2 separate regions of the Sus scrofa genome follow, and region 1 is linked to region 2. Evidence: chromatin contacts called from public Hi-C data. All regions are on one chromosome and are shown on one strand. Each heading gives the region's core, a stretch centred on a gene start, on an enhancer-like site or on the middle of the called end of the contact. The rest is flanking DNA. Distances are from core to core; before and after follow the strand shown.

Region 1 (6,711 bases), core at 459-2,958, 84 kb before region 2:
CCAAGCTTTACAAAGCCATTGTTTGGCTGAAAGCCTCGATTCAATCAAATTATGCCCAATTTCCAGACACCATGAATATACACCACAAATTTTGATCAAACCTATCATCCTTTACATGAATTTGAAGGAATATTAAGATTCTACAAGAAATCCTAGGATGACATGGTTTGGAAATTACAATCATTTTTCCATCCTGCAAACTGGCTGTGTTGACAAGAAAAAAAAATTGCCCGCCGGCTTGAATCAATATGTCTAAGCTTTCTTTAAAAAATAAGTACACTTTTATCTCAAAAATACAATTATAATCAATTTTAAACTGAAGGAGTAATCCTAAAATATGGCATATTGATTATTAAGAAAATGCTATACACAGCACATTCAGAAATATGTCTTTGTCCTCCTAAAAACAACCTCAACCACAGATTTAGCTTCCACACGGCATCGGTTTGCAAATCATTTCAAAATGTCCACCTCCTTCAATTTCCTTATCACTTAAAGATAAATTCACTGAAAGGAAGCAAAACATCTGACTGAACTGAGATATTCATCAAACCTTCAGTCAAACCTCTGGAGTGAAGCAAAATCCCAAAGGCAAATTCATTATTTTCATAAATCATAGACCGAACTCTGTGATTTTAAGGTCTAAAACCTCTCCTAAAGCTGGCGAGTGGGAGTGAAGCACTCGTTAGAAAAAGAACTGCAAGAAAAAAAGACAGCCGTCTCAGGGAGCAAGTTGCTTCACCCTGGCTGCGAAGTGTCAGGGGCGAGGCAAAGCCGGAATAGTAACTGCTCAAGGCTCTACTTTATTGGTCAACTAGGGCGCTGGGTCTGAGGCTGCGGAGACGCGTTCTAATTCCTCCAAACCGCTCCCGGCTTTTGGGAGGACTGACCGACTTTATTTTCTGCAACAAGGCAACTTGGGTGGTTGGGGAACAATGCGTTATTCTCGCAGACAAGCCAAACCTGGCTGGGATAACCTGGCCTACTTCGGAGTTCTGGCTCCCAGCGCCTGCCCGAGGCTGGAAGGTGACACACAAAAGGCAGGTGGCGAGACCCCCTCCGGTGTCCCCGCTCAGGCCTGGCGGAGGTGGGAAGCCCAGCTCTCGCTACCTCCCCGCCCGCGGCCCCGCTTCCGGGTGGGGGGCACCGAGCCCTCCACGGCCAAGATCACGCCGGCAGTCGCCCCCGGCCCGAAGCCAGGGCGCAATCCGGGCGGGCCTCGCGAACTGGCCCGAGAGACTGGGGGGCAGGCAGGAGGGGCACGCTCGGGACCCTGGCGCCCGCCGCAGCTCGCTGGGGGCTCCCTCCCCGGGAACGCTCTTTCCTCTGGAGCCCTCCCAGACCTCGGCCCGGCGGAGAGGGCGGCTGGGGTCCCGCGGGGGCCTCACCAGGCGGAGCTGGCTAATTTCGTCGTAGGACATGAAGCTGAGGATGTTCTCGATGGCTACGATGGGCAGCGCCACCAGCGTGTTGTTTTGAGGCAGCTGGTCCGGAGCCAGCGCCGGGGCTGGGGCACCTGGGATCCCGGTTGCGGGAGCTGGGGCGGGGGCGGTGGGGGCAGTCGCTGGGTGCAGCCGATAGCCGAAGAGGAGCCGCCGTCGCCGTGGCCGCCGCCTCCTTCCTCAGCCATCCGCTCCTCCGACGCCGCCGCCATCTTTGGGGTTTGAGTCCTTCCCCCACTGCAAGGGGGAACAGGGACACTTCCGGTGCGTCACTTCCTCCTCTGGAGCGGCAGGGGCGGGGCACCTGGAGGAGGGGGCGGAGCCTACGGGTGACAGGCGGAGACGGAAGGTGCTGCTTGTTCAAGTGGAAAGGAGAGATCTAAGATTGGGAACGGCTTGAGGGCTAGGGAACCGTGCAATTTTCTTAAAGTGCTTTTCTGACAAAGGAGAGACAAATGTTAACTAGTAAGTGTAGACTGGACAAGGTAGAGAGTCATCATTTCTCAAGAAGCATAATAGTAATTGATTTAGGCAAAAGAGAATGAGGGATTGATTAAAACTACCGCATGAATGAAACTTGAAAACATGTTAAAGAAGCCAGACGCAGGAGTGCCTGGTGTCTCAGCAGTAATGAACCCAACTAGCATTCGTGAGGATGCAGCGCCGATCCCTGGCCTCGCTCAGTGGGTTAAGGATGCAGCATCGTTGTGAGCTGTGGTGTAGGTTGCAGAGAAGGCTGGGATCCCACGTTGTTGTAGCTGTCGTGTAGACTGGCAGCTACAACTCCAATTTGACCCCTAGCCTGGGAACTTCATGTGCGGCCATTTAAAAAAAAGAGAGAACAAGCCAGACACGAAGAACCACATATTGTAGGAATCTATTGATATGAAATGTTTCTGTAGTCCAGTCAATAAAGACAGAAAGTGGATTAGTGTTTTCCAGCGGCTGGAAAGAGCAGAGGAAAGGGTCCAGGGTTTTGTGCTGGGGTGATGAAAATGTTCTGGAATTAGATCCTAGTGATGGGTGTACAACGCTGTGGATACTAAAAACCACTGAATTATACACTTTAAAATAGTGAATTTTAGAAGTTTCCATCATGCTCAGTGGAGACGACTAGTATCCATGAGGACACAGGTTTGATCCCTGGCCTCGCTTAGTGGGTTAAGGATCCAGTGTTGCCATGAGCTGTGGTGTAGGTCGCAGCCAAGGCTCAGATCTGGCATTGCTGTGATCTAGGCTGGCAGTAACAGCTCCAGTTCGACCCCTAGCCTGGGGACCTACATATGCCACAGGTGCGGCCCTAAAAAGACAAAATTTTTTTTAAAAAGTGAATTTTATAATATGTGAATTATATCTCATTTTAGAAATTGATTTAGGCAAGAATCATCAAAAGACGCTAACAATGGAAAGTAATGGTGTGGTGTGGAATATAATATTTACATAGTCTCAGAATAATCCCCATGAATTTCCTATCAATTACAAAATAAAAAAAGGTGTTTACAATAGAGAAATTTGGTAGACACCACCATGATCAAATGATCAAAATTAACATCACAGATTATGGGAGAAAAGGACATAATATACCTACTGACATGGTATCTTGAAAAGGACGTAACATAATGTGGTTTTCCTACCAAACAATGCATAACCTGGAGTTGCCTCTGGCTCAGCAGATTAAGAATCCGGCAGAGTCACTGCTGTGGCTCTAATTACAGCTGTGACTTGGGTTTGATCCCTGACCGGGGAGCTTGCACGTGATGCGAGTGTGGGAGTAGGGGGAGGGGATTAGAAAAAAGGAAAAAAAAAAAAGCGTTCACTTGTATTCAAGGTGGACAAATCTAAATATCTACCCTAGAATCTTAAAAAGTATTAACGTCATGAAAGACAAAGACTCAGGATTTGTGCTGCATTAAAAGAGACTAAAGTGACAAGACAACTAAACCCTTGGGAGATCCTGGATTGGATTATGGATTAAGAACATTACTGTGACAATTGGCATAATCTGAATATGGACTGTATGTTAAACAATATTATAATCATATCATTTCCTGATTTGGATAATTTTGTTGATTGATGGATGGATTGCTTTTTTAAGGGCGCACCGGAAGCATATGGATGTTCCCAGGCCAGGGGCTGAATCAGAGCTGTAGCTGCTGCCCTATACCACAGCCACTGCATCGCCAGATCTGAGCTGCATCTGCAACCCATACTGCAGCCCACGGCAACGCCCGATCCCTAACCCACTGAGCGAGACCAGGGATCGAACCCGAATCCTCATGGATACTAGCTGGATTCGTTACCACTGAGCCACAATGGGAACTCCCCCTGATTTGGATAATTTTAGCGAATGTCCTTCTTAGAAAATACACATTGAGGTATTTAGGGGTAAGGGGGCATTATGTCTCAATTTGCTCTTAAATGGTTCAACATGTATGAAGATAGAGAATGAGATTAATAAAACAAATGCGATACATGTTAACAATTGGTGAATCCAATGAAATGCATCTGAGAGTTTGTACTTTTTTTTTTCTTCCAGTTTTATGGAGCTATAGTTGACATATATCACTGTATAAATTTAAGGTGTACAGGAGATCCTATCGTGACACAGCAGAAATGAATCTGACTAGGAACCATGAAGTTGTGGGTTTGATACCTGGCCTCACTCAGTGAGTTAAGGATCCGGTGTTGCCGTGAGCTGTGGTGTAGGTCGCAAACTCGGTTCAGATCTGGTGTTGCTATGACTGTGGTGTAGGCCTGCAGCTATAGCTCCAATTTGGACCCCTAGCCTGGAAACCTCCATGTGCCTCTAGTGTGGTCCTAAAAAGCAAAAATAAAATAGAATAAAATAAAATAAATAAGTAAAATTTTTAAAAAATTTAACGTGTATAGCATAATGATAGACTTACATCATGAAATGATTATCACAAGTTTGAACATCTGTCATCTCATATAGATACAAAATTAAAGAAATAGAAATTTTTTCTTGTAGGGAGAACTCTTGGGATTTACTCTCAAACTTTCATATATAACATGCAGCAGTATTAATTATATTTATCATGTATATTACAACCCTAGGACTTATTTATCTTTTTTTTTTCTTTATGGCTGCATCTGTGGCATATGGAAGCTCCCAGGTACAGGGTCAAAGCAGAGCTGCATCTGTGACCTACCCTGCAGCTTGTGACAATGCCAGATCCTTAACCCACTGAGTGAGGCCAGGGCTAGAACCCAAATCCTCACAGAGACTACAGGTGGATCCTTAACCACAATGAGAACTCCTACTTAGTTATGGCTTTTTTTTTTTTTTTTTTTTGTCTTTTTGTCTTTTTAGGGCCACTCCCACAGCATATGGAGGTTCCCAGGCTAGGGGTCGAATCAGAGCTGCAGCTACCAGGCTACACCACAGCCACAGCAACACCAGATCCATGCCACGTCTGCAACCTATACCACAGGTCACGGCAACGCCGGATTCTTAACCCGCTGAGTGAGGCCAGGGATCGAACTGGCAGTCTCATGGTTCCTGGTTGGATTTGTTTCCGCTGCGCCATGACAGGAACTCCTGCTTGCATATTTTTAATATGTTCATTTCATCCCCACTGAAGATGGTAATTTCATTTTTCTACCTAGGGTATTGCTGTATCTTCATAGAGCCAATTAAAATTTGGTCTGGAATGAATTCATTTTCTACCTTGTCTTATTAAAGTTAGAATCTTTCTTGGTAGGTTAGACTGAAATTGAATTTCTGTAAATGGAATCATGCTTTCAAGACATTGTGAGAAAGAAAATCATGGACTTGGAGAATAGACTCGTGGTTGCCAAGGGGAAGGAGGAGAGAGCCGGATAGATTGGGAATTTGGGGTTAATAGATGCAGATTTATTGCCTTTGGAATGGAAAAGCAATGAGAGCCTGCTGTGAGGCACTAGGAACTATGTCTGGTCACTTACGATGGAGCATGATAATGTGAGAAAAAAAGAATGTATATATGTATGTGCAACTGGGTCACCTTGCTGTATAGTAGAAAATTGACAGGACACTGTAAACCAGCTGTAAATGGAAAAAATAAAAATCATAAAAATAAAAAAAAATATGAACACTCATTAATAAAAGAAACCCATAGAAAATCCTTTTAAAAAGCGAATTGTCGCTCCCTAACTTAGCTTGTTTCCTAAATCCACTAGCTACGGGAAGTTTTCTTTTGCTTGAAATGGGTTCGTGAGAAGCCTTCCTTCTCTCTTATCTCTCCACATGTGGTCAACTAGTTAACATCTAGGGCAGGCTGATCCCTGATCTAAATAACAGAATATGACTTTGGAAACAATTTAAACCACTTCCTGCCAGTAAACCCATTCAAATTGTCCTCTGTGTGTATTGGATCTGTGCCCCTCTATTCCCCACACATTTTTTTTTTTAAAGAGAACATTTCAAAACAAATGATGGCTTTGTTTCCACTCTTGAAACACATGCTTGTTTTGGAGATGTTTTCCAATCAAAATAAATACTTGTAACTAAAACAAATATTTGAACCTTTAGGGGGAGTTCTGCGTTCTAACATTGGTTTTATGCCATCAAAATGCCATAGGATCTTCTCAGGATAATGATCTCAAGTACAGGATGGACAAGTGCATCTTAAGTTTCCAGGCCAGGGGTTGAATACGAGCCACAGCTGCGACTCTTCGGCAGCTGCGGCAATGCCAGATCCTCTAACTCACTGGGCGGGGCACGAGATTGAACCCGTACCTCTGCAGCTGGTTCTCAACCCGCTGCACCACAGCAGGAACTCCTACCCTCCTCCTAAATTTAATATGAGGATGCGCTGCGATAGCAAATGAGTGTTTTGCTCAGATTAAAGTTATTCAAGTGAATTTACTGTAATGTAACACAGCTGCTGTACATTATCCTGGCCCCCACGATCCATCTGTCTTCCTGGGTAAGACAGGGGGGGATAGGATTGGGTTGGGTCCAGGGACATATGGTGGGGGCTAAACTATTCAAAGGCGCCTCCACAGGAAGCAGGGTTTTATATATGAAGTCAAACATTGTTTCTATTTGTTAGCCGATCTGTAATGTATAGAAAGAAGGATGCACTCATAGACTAAAAAGGCTTGAGGGTTTCTATGGATTCTAATTCACCATATTTTTTTTCCATTTTAACTGCAGTAAAAAAAAAAACCAAAAAAACGTAAAATGTTCCATCTTAAGCATCTGTAAAATTACAGTTCAGGGAGTTCTTTTGCAGCAAAGCAGTTAAGGATCCAGCGTTGGAACATC
Region 2 (7,123 bases), core at 2,431-4,930:
GTGTGTGTGGAAAAATTGGTGATTCTCCAGTTTTCTTTTTTCTTTTTTTTTTTTTTTTTTTTTTTGTCTTTTGTTGTTGTTGTTGTTGCTATTTCTTGGGCCGCTCCCGCGGCACATGGAGATTCCCAGGCTAGGGGTTGAATCAGAGCTGTAGCCACCGGCCTACGCCAGAGCCACAGCAACGCGGGATCCGAGCCTCGTCTGCAACCTACACCACAGCTCACGGCAACGCCGGATCGTTAACCCACTGAGCAAGGGCAGGGATCGAACCCGCAACCTCATGGTTCCTAGTCGGATTTGTTAACCACTGCGCCACGACGGGAACTCCCTGATTCTCCAATTTTCTAAGGATCCTTTTAACCAAAAGAAAAAAAAAAAAAAGATCTAATATGCTAATTATTTCCTGCATCATCATGCAGAATTTGCAGGAAATGTGGACAGAAAATATTTTCGGCTTTCTTTTACCTGCAGATAACATTTGTTCGTTTCTTTTAGAACGTCCAGTGGCTGATAACGAGCGGATGTTTGACGTCTTGCAGCGGTTTGGGAGTCAGAGGAGTGAAGTTCGCTTCTTCCTTCGCCACGAGCGCCCCCCTGGCCGGGATGTGGGTAGGTAGCAGCCTATGAATCATAACAAGGATTTGAACTTGTATTTCATGCTCGGGGGTAGGTGGGGGAGAGGTGGCCCATGGTCAGGAGCCAGGTGATTTGAGGAGTGAATGAGAGGTAGGGAAGTGGGAACGGTGAGGATGGCTAGACTGCTCTCCTAAGCCCTGACCTGCGGGATGGGGAGGAAAGGGTGTGGTTCTGAGTGTTTTGTTTCAAGATGGGAGACAGGTATTTTTCCCTATTTTTTTGCCTTTTTTAGGGCCGTACCCACAGCATATGGAGATTCCCAGGCCAGGGGTCCAATCAGAGCTGCAGCTGCCAGCCTACACCACAGCCACAGCCACGCCAGATCCGAGCCACACCAGCGACCTACACCATAGGTCATGGCAACGCTGGATCCTTGATCCACTGAGCGAGGCCAAGGATCGAACCCACGTCCTCATGGGAACTAGCAGGGTTCGTTTCCGCTGTGCCACAATGGAAACTCCCCTTTTTTTCCTTTCTTCAAAATTTTTTATTAGAGCGTAGTTGATTTACGCCATTCTGCCAGTTTCTGCTGTACAGCACAGTGACCCAGTCACATAGGCATATACATTTCCTTTCTTATATTTTCCATCATGTTCTATCCCAAGAGACTGGACGTAGTTCCCTGTGCTGTACAGCAGGACCTCACTGCTAATCCATCCCAAATGTAACGTTTGCACCTACCAATCCCAGACTCGATGGGAGGCAGTTTTTTTTTTTTTGTCTTTTATCTTTTTGTTGTTGTTGTTGTTGTTGTTATTGTTGCTATTTCTTGGGCTGCTCCCGCGGCATATGAAGGTTCCCAGGCTAGGGGTCCAATCGGACTGTAGCCACCGGCCTACGCCAGAGCCACAGCAACGCGGGATCCGAGCCGCGTCTGCAACCTACACCACAGCTCACGGCAACGCCGGATCGTTAACCCACTGAGCAAGGGCAGGGATGGAACCCGCAACCTCATGGTTCCTAGTTGGATTCGTTAACCACTGCGCCACGACGGGAACTCCTGGGAGGCAGTTTTTAATGCAGGTGGGGATGGAGTCCATAGAGCAGGAGGTTGAACTACAGAGAGGAGAGAGTGCTCCACAGGCAAGTCCCCAGAGAAGGTGTCCCCTCCAGGGGCTGGAGAGCTTCACGTGACAGAGTAGGGCGTCTCTGAATGGCAGGGAAATCGTGTGCTCCCTGTGGGAGCACTGGGTGCAGGGCTTCTCTTGTGAAAACATTGGTTTTCTCTGAGAGGGGAGGCAGAATCATCTGGAAATGACAGCGGAGGTGGGCAGCAGCTGGCGCTGCAGTGGAGAACGGGAGAGGGGACCTGCCAGGGGAGCCAGGTGGCTGGGGGCCCGTGCAGAAGCGAGACCAGGAGAACACAGGTGACGTGTCTCCAGTGGCGCTCAGCCGCCCCCCAGAGGGTGGTAAGAGGAGAAGAAGCTGGGTGGACCCAAGGATGGGCTTTGACCAGACCAGTTCAGGGGACAGTCGGTGGGACACAGACGAAGAGTATGCTGGGAAGCCAGCTGGGGAAGAAGTTGAAGACAGAGGGGCAGCAGGAAAAGTGGGGACCAGGGAGGGAGCTGTTGGCTTCAGTTAATGCACAGGGGTCCAGAGATGAAACGATGCTCAAAGCTAGCATGTTGGGATTTAAGATTTCTGGGATACTGAGTGCTTCTGGGCAGCACGGTCCCTCACTGGGCCATGAAATCAGCCTGAATTCAAGAGGAGGCAGGAAGCCAGGGCTCTGAGAGGTTAACTTTTTGATGGTGAGGTCATCCAGAATGATGGCAGGACGCGGGGTAGAGAGAATGGGGGAGTCGGGTGGTCACACCTCTGACAACTGAGGGTTGTGACCAGTTTGTTTATTTTTTTATTTTTTGTCTTTTTAGGGCCAAACCCACAGCATATGGAGGTTCCCAGGCTAGGGGTCAAATCGGAGTTGTAGCTGCCGTCCTACGCCAGATCCGAGCCTTGACTGTGACCTACACCACAGCTCACGGCAATGCCGGATCCTTAACCCACTGAACAAGACCAGGCATCGAACTCGCATCCTCATGGTTTCTAGTCGGGTTCATTAACTGCTGAGCCATGACGGGAACTCCTATGTGACCAGTTTATAGATGACAGTGAGGAAAGGGTAGAAGCTGATTAACCTGTGACCGTGGGCTGGAAGCAGCATTAGACACTGGGGACACAACCGTCGCTTGACCGTAGGACGTGGGAAGAAAGATTTTCAGCTCTGAGACCTGTGGGTCCACTTTGTTCTCAGTGAGAAACCACTGATTGGAGCAGGATTACTAGGTGTTTCTAAAAATGTTGGAATCTGTGGAGTTCCTGTCGTGGCTTAGTGGTTAACACACCCGACTAATTACCATGAGGTTGTGGGTTCGATCCTTGGCCTCGCTCAGTGGATTAAGGATCTTTTAAAATGGAAAGTGAAGGAGTGCCCTGGTGGCCCAGTGAGTTAAGGATCTGGTGCTGTCATTGCTGTGGCTCTGGTTACAGCAGTGGTGCAGGTTTGATCCCTGGTCTGGGAACTGCTGCAGGCCATGGCACAGTGCAGAGAGGAGAGTTGAGGGAGTGTGACTTCGGTGTAAAATTCTTGGGTGTAAGAATGTTGGTAACACAGGTCGTAGAATTTCAGTTTTATTCTTTTTTTGGCTTTTTAGGGCTGCACCCACGGCACGTGGAGGTTCCCGAGCTAGGGGTCCAGTCAGAGCTGCAGCTGCTGGCCTACAGCACAGCCACAGCAACACGGGATCGGAGCCATATCTACAACCTACACCACAGCTCATGGCAATGCCAGATCCTTAACCCACGGAGCAAGGCCAGGGATCGAACCCACAACCTCATGGTTCCTAGCCGGATTCGTTTCTTCTGTGCCATGACAGGAACTCCCAGTTTTATTCCTTTAGTACAAATTGTAGGTACCCAGCAATTATTGGAGTGTGGGAGACCCCAGGCTTGACTTAGTCTGGCCTCTTTCACTCTACAGATGAGAAAGGCTGATACTTAGGGGTTAAATGACTTGTCAGAGGCCACACACCTAAAGGCAGAGCCAGGCGTGGAACTTGAGTCACCTCAGCCAGGCTGGCTCACAGGCCTTTCAGCATCACTGGTGTCTGTAATTTTATCTGAAATAAGCAGGTATTTTTTTCCCCCAAGCTGCCTCTTTTTGGTAGTTTTAAGTCAGCATCTGTATCTTATTTTTATTTTGTTCTTTATTTACATTATTGCTCATATCTTCTTTTCATGAATTCGTTGAATTTTACCTGTTCATCTAGGGGTTCAAATATCTCCCTCTGTCACGCTGGGTAAATTATTAACTAGCCTCTCAGTGGTGCCATATGCAGTTTCAGTGTGTCTGTAATGTGAGAAAAACAATCTGAAGATAAAGACGCTGTTTTCACATTGTTGCAAAACACCAGTGCCACATAGTGTCTAAATTGGGGTAAAACAGGATTGCTGCTCAGTGTCAACCTTTGTGGTGTAGACTTGGACAGTATCCACTAGCAGACTGTTTGCATGTTCAGAATATATATGATATTGTTTTATTGATTTGTTTTTCTGTCTTTTTTTTTTTTTTTTTTTTTTTTTTTTGGCGGGGGGCTTCACCCATGGCATAAGGAAGTTCCCAGGCCACGGGTCCAATCGGAGCTGCAGCTGCCTGTCTACATCACAGCCACAGCAACGCCAGATCCGAGCCACGTCTGCGATCTACACCACTGCTCACAGCAACGCCGGATCCCTAACCCACTGAGCGAGGCCAGGGATCAAACCTCAGTCCTCTCGGATACTAGTCGGGTTTGTTGCTGCTGAGCCACGACAGAAACTCCCGAACTCCTGTATTTTCTTCCTTTTTCCTCCTTTGGCATCTGACTCATCCAGCTTTTCTAGGAAATGGTTAGCGTGTAACATTTTCTAGTGCTGACTCTTCCCTGTTCCAAGCAAGGTTTTCCAGAACAGGCTGAATCATGAGACCGTAACTTCATTGCTACTATGAGCAAATATTTTATTTTCAACTTAAAATAGCAGAGCGCAGTAACAACAGAGCTCAGAAATGAACTGGGACTGAAAATTATCAGTCAACTCTAGTGTTAATGCATGTTAATGTTTCTGAATTTTGTGCTTAGGGGGTGGACCAAGGTCTCAGGATCCAAGTTTAAAAAGAAATGGTGTGAAAGTTCCGGGTGAGCATCGGAGAAAGGAGAATGGCGTAAGTGATCCTTGTTCCCCGTGCTGTGTATGTGCCGCTCAGATATATGTTTTTTTAACCTTTGAACTTCATTCACTGTTATTTTTTATTCGGTAGGTCATTAAGGATGGTCCCCCCCCCCTTTTTGTCTTTTTGCCTTTTCTAGGGCTGCTTCCCGCAGCATATGGAGGTTCCCAGGCTAGGGGTCCAATTGGAGCTGTAGCCGCCCATCTACACCACAGCCACAGCAACACCGGATATGAGCCTCCGCTTACAACAGTGCTGGATACTTAGCCCACTGAGCAAGGCCAGGGATTGAACCTGTGTCTTCACAGAGACTATGTCAGGTTCTTAACCCACTCAGCCACATGGGAACTCCTTTTTTAAAAAAAACAACTTTTTTTTTGTCTTTTTAGGGCTGTACCCGAAGCACATGGAGTTTCCCAGGCTAGGGGTCCAATCGGAGCCGTAGCCCGCCTACACCACAGCCACAGCAACGCCGGATGGTTAACCCACTGAGCAAGGCCAGGGATCAAACCTGCAACCTCATGGTTCCTAGTCGGATTCGTTAACCACTGAGCCATGATGGGCACTCGGACTCTTTTTATCTGAATTTGCTCAGCATGATTACTTTGAGATTCATCCATTTCCTTGTGTGTTTTACTGCCGAGAGGTGTTTTGTTGTCTGGTTATACCACGACTTATCCCTTCCTCTAATGATGGACATTTGGGTTGTTTCCGTTTTATTCCAAATCAAGCTCCAGTGGATATATGATCACATGTCATTGTATGGACATATGTTTTTATTTCTCTTAGGAGTGGAATGGTTGAGTCATATGGTAGCTATATGTTAACTTTTTAAGAAGCTGCCAGACTGTTTTCCAAAGTGATAGTTTTATTTTATATTCCCCATCCGAGAGTTCTGGTTTTTCCACATTCTTGCCTACATTCAGTATGGATGGTCCTTTTAATTTTGGCTATTTAATAGGCATGTAGCAGTATTCCATTGTGGGTTTTTTTAATTATTAAAGGATAGTTGATTTATAATGTGCCAATTTCTGCTGTTCAGCAAAATGACTCCATATGATTATATATGTATATATGTATTTTCTTGAAAATTTTTAAAAAATCATTTGTATCATTTATATTGTGGTTTTAACTTGTTATTTCTTTAATGGCTAAGGATGTTGGGCATCTATTGTCATGTGCTTATTTGACACTTGTCTATCATCTTTGGTGAAGTATCTGTTGGACTCTTTTGCTTATTTTTTTCTTTTGCTTATTTTTTTGGATTGTTTGCTTTATTATTACTGAGTTTAAGAGGGGTTTTTGGTTTGTTTTTTAATAGGGCCACTCCCATGGCCTATGGAAGTTCCCAGGCTAGGGGTCAAATCGGAGCTTTAGCTGCCGGCCTACACCACAGCCACAGCCGCTTGGGATCCGAGCCCCATCTGTGACCTACACCACAGCTCACGACAATGACGGATCCCTGACCCGCTGAGCGAGGCCAGGGATCGAACCTGCGTCCTTATGGTTACTAGTTGGATTTGTTTCTGCTGCGCCACAGCAAGAACTCCTAAGAGTTCTTTGAATATTCTGGATCGATCCAAGTTTTTTTATGAGCTAGATGATTTGCAAATATTTTTTCCAGTCTATGACTTGTTCTTAATTTTAATAAGGATCATTGATCAGCTTAGAAGTGCTTTAGTTTTAGATTTTACATCTAAGTCTATGATCCGTTTTGAGTTAATATTTGCCTGAGGTGTGAGAAGGTTCCTTTTGTTTTTTGTAGGTGGACATCCAGTTGTACAAGCAGCATTTCTTGGAAAGACTCTTCTTTCTCCACTCGCTTGCTTTTTTTCTAAGATCAGTTACCCCCAAATCAATGTTGGGTTAAGGATCTGGCGTTGTCTCTGGCAGCATGGGTTAAATCCCTTGCCTGGGAATTTCCATATGCCACTGGTGTGGCTAAAAAAAAGCTTTGTTTTCAATTTCTAGTTGTTGTTAATGTATAGGAATACAATTGATTTTTGCATGTTGATCTTTTTCTTGCCTTCTTGCTAAATCACTTACCAGTTTTAGGAGCTTTTTTGTAGATTCTGTAGAATTTTCTCCATAGATGATTATGTTGTCTTTGAGTAGGAAAAGAAACGTCTTCCTTTCCAACATAGGTATAATTTCTTTCTTTTTTTTTAGGGCTGCATCTGAAGTATATGGAGGTTCCCAGCTGAGGGGTTGAATGGCAGCTACAGCTGCCAGCCTATACCACAGCCACAGCAACGTGGAATCTGAGCCACATCTGCG

What was found. A called contact is a pair of places that touch in the nucleus more often than the background predicts.
Region 1: a contact with region 2 is called in a Hi-C map of embryonic fibroblasts, with 4 times the contacts expected there. The contact joins the promoter of FBXO28 here to the enhancer-like site in region 2. A contact is called at or near these places in 1 of 5 promoter capture datasets (liver), 4 of 47 Hi-C or Micro-C datasets (embryonic fibroblasts and liver) and 1 of 2 datasets of contacts at active chromatin or transcription factors (skeletal muscle).

What each region holds. Positions count from the first base shown.
Region 1 is chr10:19,931,214-19,937,924 of Sscrofa11.1, reverse strand. It overlaps FBXO28 (F-box only protein 28), which reads right to left and starts at 1,708. Exons shown (of 6, transcript XM_003130584.6): 1 at 1,516-1,708; 2 at 1,389-1,513. The coding sequence starts at 1,654.
Region 2 is chr10:19,849,063-19,856,185 of Sscrofa11.1, reverse strand. TP53BP2 (apoptosis-stimulating of p53 protein 2) reads left to right here. Exons shown (of 18, transcript XM_013980098.2): 3 at 496-609; 4 at 4,758-4,840. Among named protein-coding and RNA genes, the nearest start is that of TP53BP2, 37 kb to the left of the region's middle. Within about 2 kb of position 3,680, at least 18 of the 83 cell types and tissues checked have an H3K27ac peak or open chromatin away from gene starts, as enhancers often do. A contact at or near this core is called in embryonic fibroblasts and liver, where this site is marked.